Linked DNA regions of Mus musculus: region 1 is linked to region 2. Evidence: chromatin contacts called from public HiChIP or PLAC-seq data. All regions are on one chromosome and are shown on one strand. Each heading gives the region's core, a stretch centred on a gene start, on an enhancer-like site or on the middle of the called end of the contact. The rest is flanking DNA. Distances are from core to core; before and after follow the strand shown.

Evidence for each region. HiChIP or PLAC-seq counts read pairs in DNA pulled down with a chosen protein or histone mark.
Region 1: an H3K27ac HiChIP or PLAC-seq map of SST interneurons shows a contact between it and region 2, with 4 times the contacts expected there. The contact joins the promoter of Tent2 here to the enhancer-like site in region 2. A contact is called at or near these places in 6 of 39 promoter capture datasets (the 3T3-L1 cell line, 3T3-L1-derived adipocytes, the C10 cell line and 3 more), 1 of 15 datasets of contacts at CTCF or cohesin (large pre-B cells), 5 of 484 Hi-C or Micro-C datasets (cerebral cortex, cortical neurons, forebrain and 1 more), 13 of 115 datasets of contacts at active chromatin or transcription factors (the 230-238 cell line, the NIH/3T3 cell line, SST interneurons and 8 more) and 3 of 9 other capture datasets (adipose tissue, liver and pancreatic islet).

Annotation. Positions count from the first base shown.
Region 1 is chr13:93,191,054-93,194,507 of GRCm38.p6, reverse strand. Tent2 (terminal nucleotidyltransferase 2) reads left to right here and starts at 2,091. Exons shown (of 15, transcript NM_133905.3): 1 at 2,091-2,414.
Region 2 is chr13:92,998,534-93,002,148 of GRCm38.p6, reverse strand. No RefSeq gene overlaps it. Among named protein-coding and RNA genes, the nearest start is that of Gm41019, 5.5 kb to the left of the region's middle. Within about 2 kb of position 1,393, at least 49 of the 459 cell types and tissues checked have an H3K27ac peak or open chromatin away from gene starts, as enhancers often do. A contact at or near this core is called in SST interneurons, adipose tissue, cerebral cortex and 4 more, where this site is marked.

The DNA of each region.
Region 1 (3,454 bases), core at 842-3,341, 190 kb before region 2:
AAGGTTTTTTTTTTTCACCCTCCATCCTCTTCTACATTTATTGTCAGATTTCTTGATGATAGCATTCTGTCTGGAGTGAGAATTAACTTATTCAAAGTAATTTTAATTTACAGTTCTCTGATAACTAGGGATGTTGAACAGTTTTAAAAGTAGTTATTGGTGTTTCATATTTGTGAGCCAATTCTGTCATAGTTTTTTTTTTTAAGTTTAAAAAACTCTTTAATGTGTATGTGGTGGTGAAGTGTATACAATGTAATTGGTAGTGGAAATGTGAAGTCCTAAGTGGAGCTTCATGGTTTAAAACAGCCATTCTAATTGTATAGAAGTTCGTGAAGATGAATCAGTTTGGTACTGGGCAGGTGTGAGCATGCTGTTGGCTGTGGTGAACTCTTTCATGACTTCCTAGCTACACTGCACTGAAATTTCTGAAGCCATGAGCCAACTGAAACCTTTCTATCAGATATTTTGGTTAGAGTGAGGAGAAAATTCATAAATACAGTCTCCCTTTTAAAATGCACATGAATACTATCCACCATAAAGCTGGAATACCTGCATTATGCTCAGAAAGAACGTACTTCAGAGTAATAATAACAGCAAAAAGTAGGTCAGTTTACAATGTAGATCTTTCCATAACAATAAAAACTTTCTCTGGCGGGTGATAAATAAGGGCAGTAGCAGCTGACAGACAGAAAAGAAATAGAGAATGAGCCATAATTATAGCCATATTTCAGTACTTTTTCAGTGCTGGGTATTGAACCCAGAGACTCATACATGATAGGCTGACATTTTTGTTTGTTTGTTTTAGGTTTTTCGAGATAAGGTTTCTCTGTGTAGCCCTGGCTGTCCTGGAACTCACTCTGTAGCCCAGGCTGGCCTTGAACTCAGAAATCCGCCTGCCTCTGCCTCCCAAGTGCTGGGATTAAAGGCGTGCACCACCACACCTGTCTTGGCCCTAGCCTTCTTATATGCCCTTTTTATGCCCGAAAAGACAAGCAAGACAGGAAACCAGAGCCATGTTGAAGATCAACTTAACTGACATTTATAAAATACTCTACACAATAACTGAACATACTTTATTACCAAAGCACAATTAACATTTACCACATCAGATGATACTCGGAAGCACGTGACAAGTTTTTTAAAAAATTATTTAAATGATTCAAATATAATTTATAAAGACTTTGCAAGTCAAGTGAAACGAAAACTCTTTATCGAAATAAGTGGGATTCAGTTAAGTTATTATTCATATAGTAAGTTATCAAACGACTCTAAGTATTATCACAGAAATGACCTCAGTTTGTGAATTAAGGTAGAAAAATTAAAAATTGAATAACTATTGAGTTCGAGGCCAGCCTGGTCTACAAAGTGAGTTCCAGGACAGCCAGGGCTATACAGAGAAACCCTGTCCCGACAAAACAAAAACAAAACAAAAACAAAAAAACAACCAAACTAAAAACAATGGGGGAAAAAAACCCAGAATAAATAACAAGAAAACCAAAAAGCAGTAAACAAATCATTACTTTCGGGATTGGGAACGGTCAGATTCTACGGGGACAAAACAGGGCTATTGTTTACAGATATTCATCAATAAATCAAGCAGTTTAGACAGTTTCACCAGATACTAAAGTTCTCTCAATGAGAAACAATGGTGGGTATTTGTTAGACAAGTGAGTGCGAGCTAGGGCAGGGTAATGTGTGGGTGGTTTTGGGGGCCTTAGAGGCATGATTTTGTCTCCAAGAAACTGTTTTTGTTTGTTTGTTGTTGAGGAGAACATCACCCACGATTTCATACTGATCTTTCCAGCAATGGGAAGGTTGGTTTTGGATATCTCCTGGAAGGCCCTCCATGGACAGAACAGGCCTCCTGGAAATGGCCAGCGGCACGTAACTTAGGAGGCGGCGCCAGCGGAGCGGGGTGGCCTACTGCCCTGCGGAAGGGCCGGGCTGTACCTTCCCTCGCCACCATCTCAGCAGCCGCCGCAGACTCCCTGGCTGGACCAGGGTGGGGCTGTGCGCCTGCGCAGCTCAGCAAACGCGCTCTCCAGTGTCGGCTGCCGGAAGTCTGACCTTTCGCTCCCGCTGATGATTCCTTTCCGGGGTCACGTTGATCTTCCGGGTCCTGTGACAGGGTTGTCTACGCCGCCTTTTCGGCGACTTTTTAGTCTTCCGCCTTTTTTTTTTTTTCCTCCCCCACCCCCCTTTCTTTTTGTTGTCGCCACCCCCAGCCTTCCACGGCCGCGCGGGCCTGGCCTTAGGCTCGTGACTCTCCGCCGCCCTGCCCGCCCGAGCTGGGCCTCGCTGCGCCGGGCCGCTGGCTGCTCCTACCTCTGCCTGCTCGGGCGGCAGCTCCGGCCTGGGAGCGTGTTGGCGGGCAGTGCCGCTGGGCCCCGCTCGGCCCTTCGGCGTGGACGCCGGTGAGTTTCAGGGCTTCGGTGGGGATGCACGAGTGCAGGCCCCGGTCCCCGGCCGGGCGCGTGAAACTTGGCTGAGACTGGCGCTGTGTTTTGCGCGGGAGAGCCTGGCGCTCCCCCGGAGCTCCCTGGATTAGGGGCGTTCCCAGGCCGCCGGACTTTGGGAAGAATGTTGGCCTTTCTCTGATCTGTCTTCTCGCTAGTTCTCATGTCGCCTCCCGCCCTCTCCTCACTCCCTAGACCGAAAGAGTAAGACTGTCTTGATACTCCCTCTTGGAGTTCCAAAAGGCAGTGGAGACCCAAGGTAAATGTCTAAATTAACGAACTCTTGTGGAAGGCATTTATCTCTGAGACAATTAAACAGCATGGAGTCATCTCAGTCAGGTCAGGACTGGCTGATGGTCGAATTCACTTTTCCTAGTCATATTTGTGGTTGGGCTCTCCTTTCTTTAACTGCTTAAGAACACAAGGGGCAATGTGTTTCCTGGTATCTGTGATTTAAGTTTCTTGTTTTGCCCTATTTGAGCGTTGTTTAAAGTAATTAGTTTGTTGATAAGAGGAAGAGGAAAAATTGTGCAGGTCAAACAGGATTGGAAATTTAACGTGTTTAGCGTATGGTTTTTGTGAAGTCACACTACCATCATAGTACATAGTTTAGTACTATAGGGCTTTGCTGTGTTAACAGCTATTAACACGGTTAATCTGTACTGATTAGTAACCTGTAATAGAAACACTGGTTGGTGTGAATTGCCCCAATTGTATGTGTTCGAGAAATACACAGACTCTGTGAAACTCTTAGATGGAATTTAATTTTTAATAAAAAGAATGCTCTGTTCAGAGCCTGAAGGTGGTTTTGACAGTGCATGCTGAGCAGGATCTGGGAGTTACACTTGTGTTGTAGAACAAAGAACTGATCCAAGACACTTAGAGTGCACACATAACTTGATTAAGCCATGCAGTTCTTGTAGGAAATTGCTACTTTCTCAGGAATCTTGGTGAAGAGACAGTTATGTAAACTTGAGTAGTCTATAACTTCTTGTTGA
Region 2 (3,615 bases), core at 144-2,643:
TTAGAGCCAGCAAGATGGCTCTTATTGGTTAGAGGTGTTTGCTGCTTAAGACTGCTAACCTGAGTTCAATCCCCAAACACATGTAAAGATGGGAGAAGAAAATCAACTCTACAAACTTATCCTTTGACCTCTACACTCACACTGTGGTATGCATATGCCTCCCCCCACAATAACAACAGTAGCAACAATAATTATAAGTTAAATAAAGTTTATTTTACATTTTGTAGGTTGAACTTAGGGCTGTGTGCATGCTCTAGTTTATTGTACATCTAAGTGATATAAAATAAAGCTTAAAAAAATCTAAGGTGTTAGACAATATGATAAAAATCAAGTAGATTCTTGGTATTAGCTGCTATGATTTGTGTCAAATTAAGAGACAACAGTGGAGGGGTGTGGAGACATGGCCAGGGAGGTTTTGACCGACCAAGGTTGACTTCACAACCACGCAGACCACTGTGTTTTCAGGAATGTTGTCCAATGGGTTGGATCACTCTAAGGAGCCATGGGCCACGAATCTCAGTTTCCTAAGAGCAAAGTTACTGCAAAGCAGGCAGTTCACCCAGGGGTGATGCACAGCTCACACGCCACCCACATCATTCTGCATTTTCAAGGGGGAGTTCTGAGTTGATTAAAGGTGCGTTCAGCATTCCTTCACGGAGAGATCTACAGGGCTTTGAAGGCCTCCTCCACCTCCTTTTCCCCTCTCCTCTCTCTCTCTTAGGACAGAGCACTTGTGTTTCTCTTCAGTGTCTCAACAGTGTCTTAGAGGACAACCTGCTCTAAGATAAATACACAAATGGAGAGGATAACTAAGTCTGGCAGTGTTTGAAACAAGGCTCTGGCCCATGACTCTCCCTCCATCCCTGACAGGCCCCTCATTTGTGGCCTGCGCAGAATCCACAGGCAGAAATCAGTAACAAACAGCCCTGGCACTGAACAGAGATGTGCATCCAAGCATGTTTATGAGCCGCAGGGAAATTTTCCCTGATAGAGCCTCAAGGGCTGGCCTATGGGTTGGTACAGCTGTCTAATAAAAGACCATCTTTGTAATCAGCGCTCAGTGGAAACGTACCATCTCATTTATAGAAACAGTGAAGCCACCTGCTATTTAAAGGGCCCTCCTCCTCTTCTTCCTCACCCCAGGGCTAAGTTTTCCAGCATACTCCCTCAGCCAGCTGTGTCTTGTCAAAATCCCGGTCAGTGCCCTGGGAAATATGATTCTGACCAACTACCCCATGAGCTATCGCTCTGCTTTTTATACTCTGCCTGGAGTCCAGGAGTAACGGTCTCATACACAAAAAATAGCTTCCATGAAAATGGTCAGCTAGGCAGGAACAAGATGTGCCTGGCGGACTAGGGGGTAATCAGGTCCCCTTCAGAATCACTGCTCGGTGATTCACTCCATGCTGTTCCCACACAGCTCCGGCTGAGTCAGGTTCTGACAGCTGAGAAGGCGGGAAGGGAGAGAGGAAGGGAAGAAAATGTCGCTGTAGAGGCAGGAGCCCAGCAGCTCAGAGTGGAAGGAGAGCTTTGGAAGATGCACAAAGCAGTAAAGAAACTGGGTATAGTGAACCCCAAACTCAAGCCAGCTTGGGGAACGAGTGCTGGTCAAGAACTCTCCGGTTAACTGTGAAAGGAGCCGCAGCCTCCCTGTTTTAACCTCTGAGTTATAAAAAGCTTTCTGCAAGCCATTAGCTCACCTTTTAAAAAGCCATCTCTACTGCTAATGGGGAAGATGGGACCTCTTGGTATCTTCAAGGGCAGCAACTGGAACATGAACCCTAGTTGGACCCTGGAGGGAAATCTCACTTGGCTATCATGCCCAGTCCCTCTCTGCTTGTCTTAAAAGCACAGTGCTGATCCAAGCTCGTTTCTCCTCGACTCATCTGCACCATGGGTCCTGGTTCATGTTTTATGAGCCTTTGTTAATGTTTAAGTGTGCCACACACTCCTATTTATCCTTCAAGTCTCAACGGGAAGCCCCGTCTACCGTCTCCCGTCTCCCGTCTCTGTGAAAGCGCCCTACCTCCTTCCTCACACCCACCTCCCCTCCTCCCTAGCTTCGCTATGTTTAAGGGATCTGTTGTCATGGCCTGCAGCAAGCAGATGGTCCAGGGAAGGCTTCCTTTATGAGTCTGCTTGTTAAGCTGAGCTCTAAAGCTTTTCCCTGTGACAAGATTCAACCCCAATTACTTGCAGATTCTTGAAAGCAAGAAAACAAGCCCTGCTTCACTGTCATACCCACCCCCGGCCACAACAAGGAAGAGAAGGAAGGCGACATAGATAAAAGGAATGTTTAATTTAGGCATGCTAATTTAATTGAGAAGGCTTAGTTTGTATCTGTTTCCCTTTGGCCTGTGGAGAAAGGGGCTTTCTGCAAGTTTGTTTGTTTGAAAATCACTCATAAACATATTTTATTCCATAGATAATACATTCCCTACATGTGCTATAGGGGAAAAGGAAGCTGTTACGATTTATGAAAGAAAACTTGTCAATAGCTAATAGATACCATGCCAGTCTTGTGGAAGTTGGACTCATGGATAAGGTCAAAACCAACCAAGAGATCAATGGTGTAGTCCACTCAATGTTAACCTGGTCTCTAGTTCGTTGGTTATGACACAAAGTTATCAACACCACTTTTACTTGGCCATGACCCACTTCTCGGGCCTATTGCTCTATGTCTGTGGGCTAGGGGACAGCTGCCTGGCCACTGGCCCTGGGAGCATTAGAAAATGGGCGGCCCAGGAAGGAGCCAGTGGGCTGTTATCTGAGGGATATCTGCTCCATCTGGCCTGAGCTTAGTGGAAATTTCCTAAGCCTTCCTCTTCTCCAGGCCTCCCACCAGTGTCTGCTGATCCAGTGGCCCCTCGTGTCCACCTGCCCGTGATATCAAGTCTAATTTAAGTGAAAGCCTACATGTTCCTTTGAAACACATAAGGCAACAGGTCTCTTTCCAACATGCAGGGATACCCGCTAGAAGGCTTGTTGTGTAGGAGAAACACTTTGTTTTTCAGGATTCCTTGCGTAGTGAGTGTGTCAGTCCTGGGTACCAACTGTGTTTACCAGCTGTGTGTGCAGACTTTCACCGCAGGCCCACCACAGGCAGCGTTGGCACATTTCCTTAGCATGCTCCCTCTGAAGTCCCAGGAGGCGAGACCTGTTCTTATTTCTTCTGTACACTCAGGATCCAGTGTAGAACCCAACGAAGGCTACCTTCTCCACAGGTGCTTTCCAGATCAATACCATGATTCTATTTCCAGGCTTCAGTTATGACAAGATAAAGCCTGGCTCACGGCCCCTTCGCTCCTACATAGGGATGAGCTCGTCAGATCTCCCCATGGTCCCAATAACTCATCTGTCACTCAACTTTGACCAAGTCAGAGCTTCTGCCCCAAAGCCACATCAGCTTCATTTAATTCACTTCCTCCTTGGTCCTTCATGTCTGTCTCCCCTTTTCCCCCATTTGCTTCCTCTCCTTGTTAAGGCAGATGATTAGCTTGTTTTGCTCAATCTCCGGGACACAGTTCTTTCAGTGATAAAACCAGAATGAACTGCTCATTCGATCGATGCCCTCTTCTTATCCAGAAATATTTGATGAACCATGGCATGAGCTTT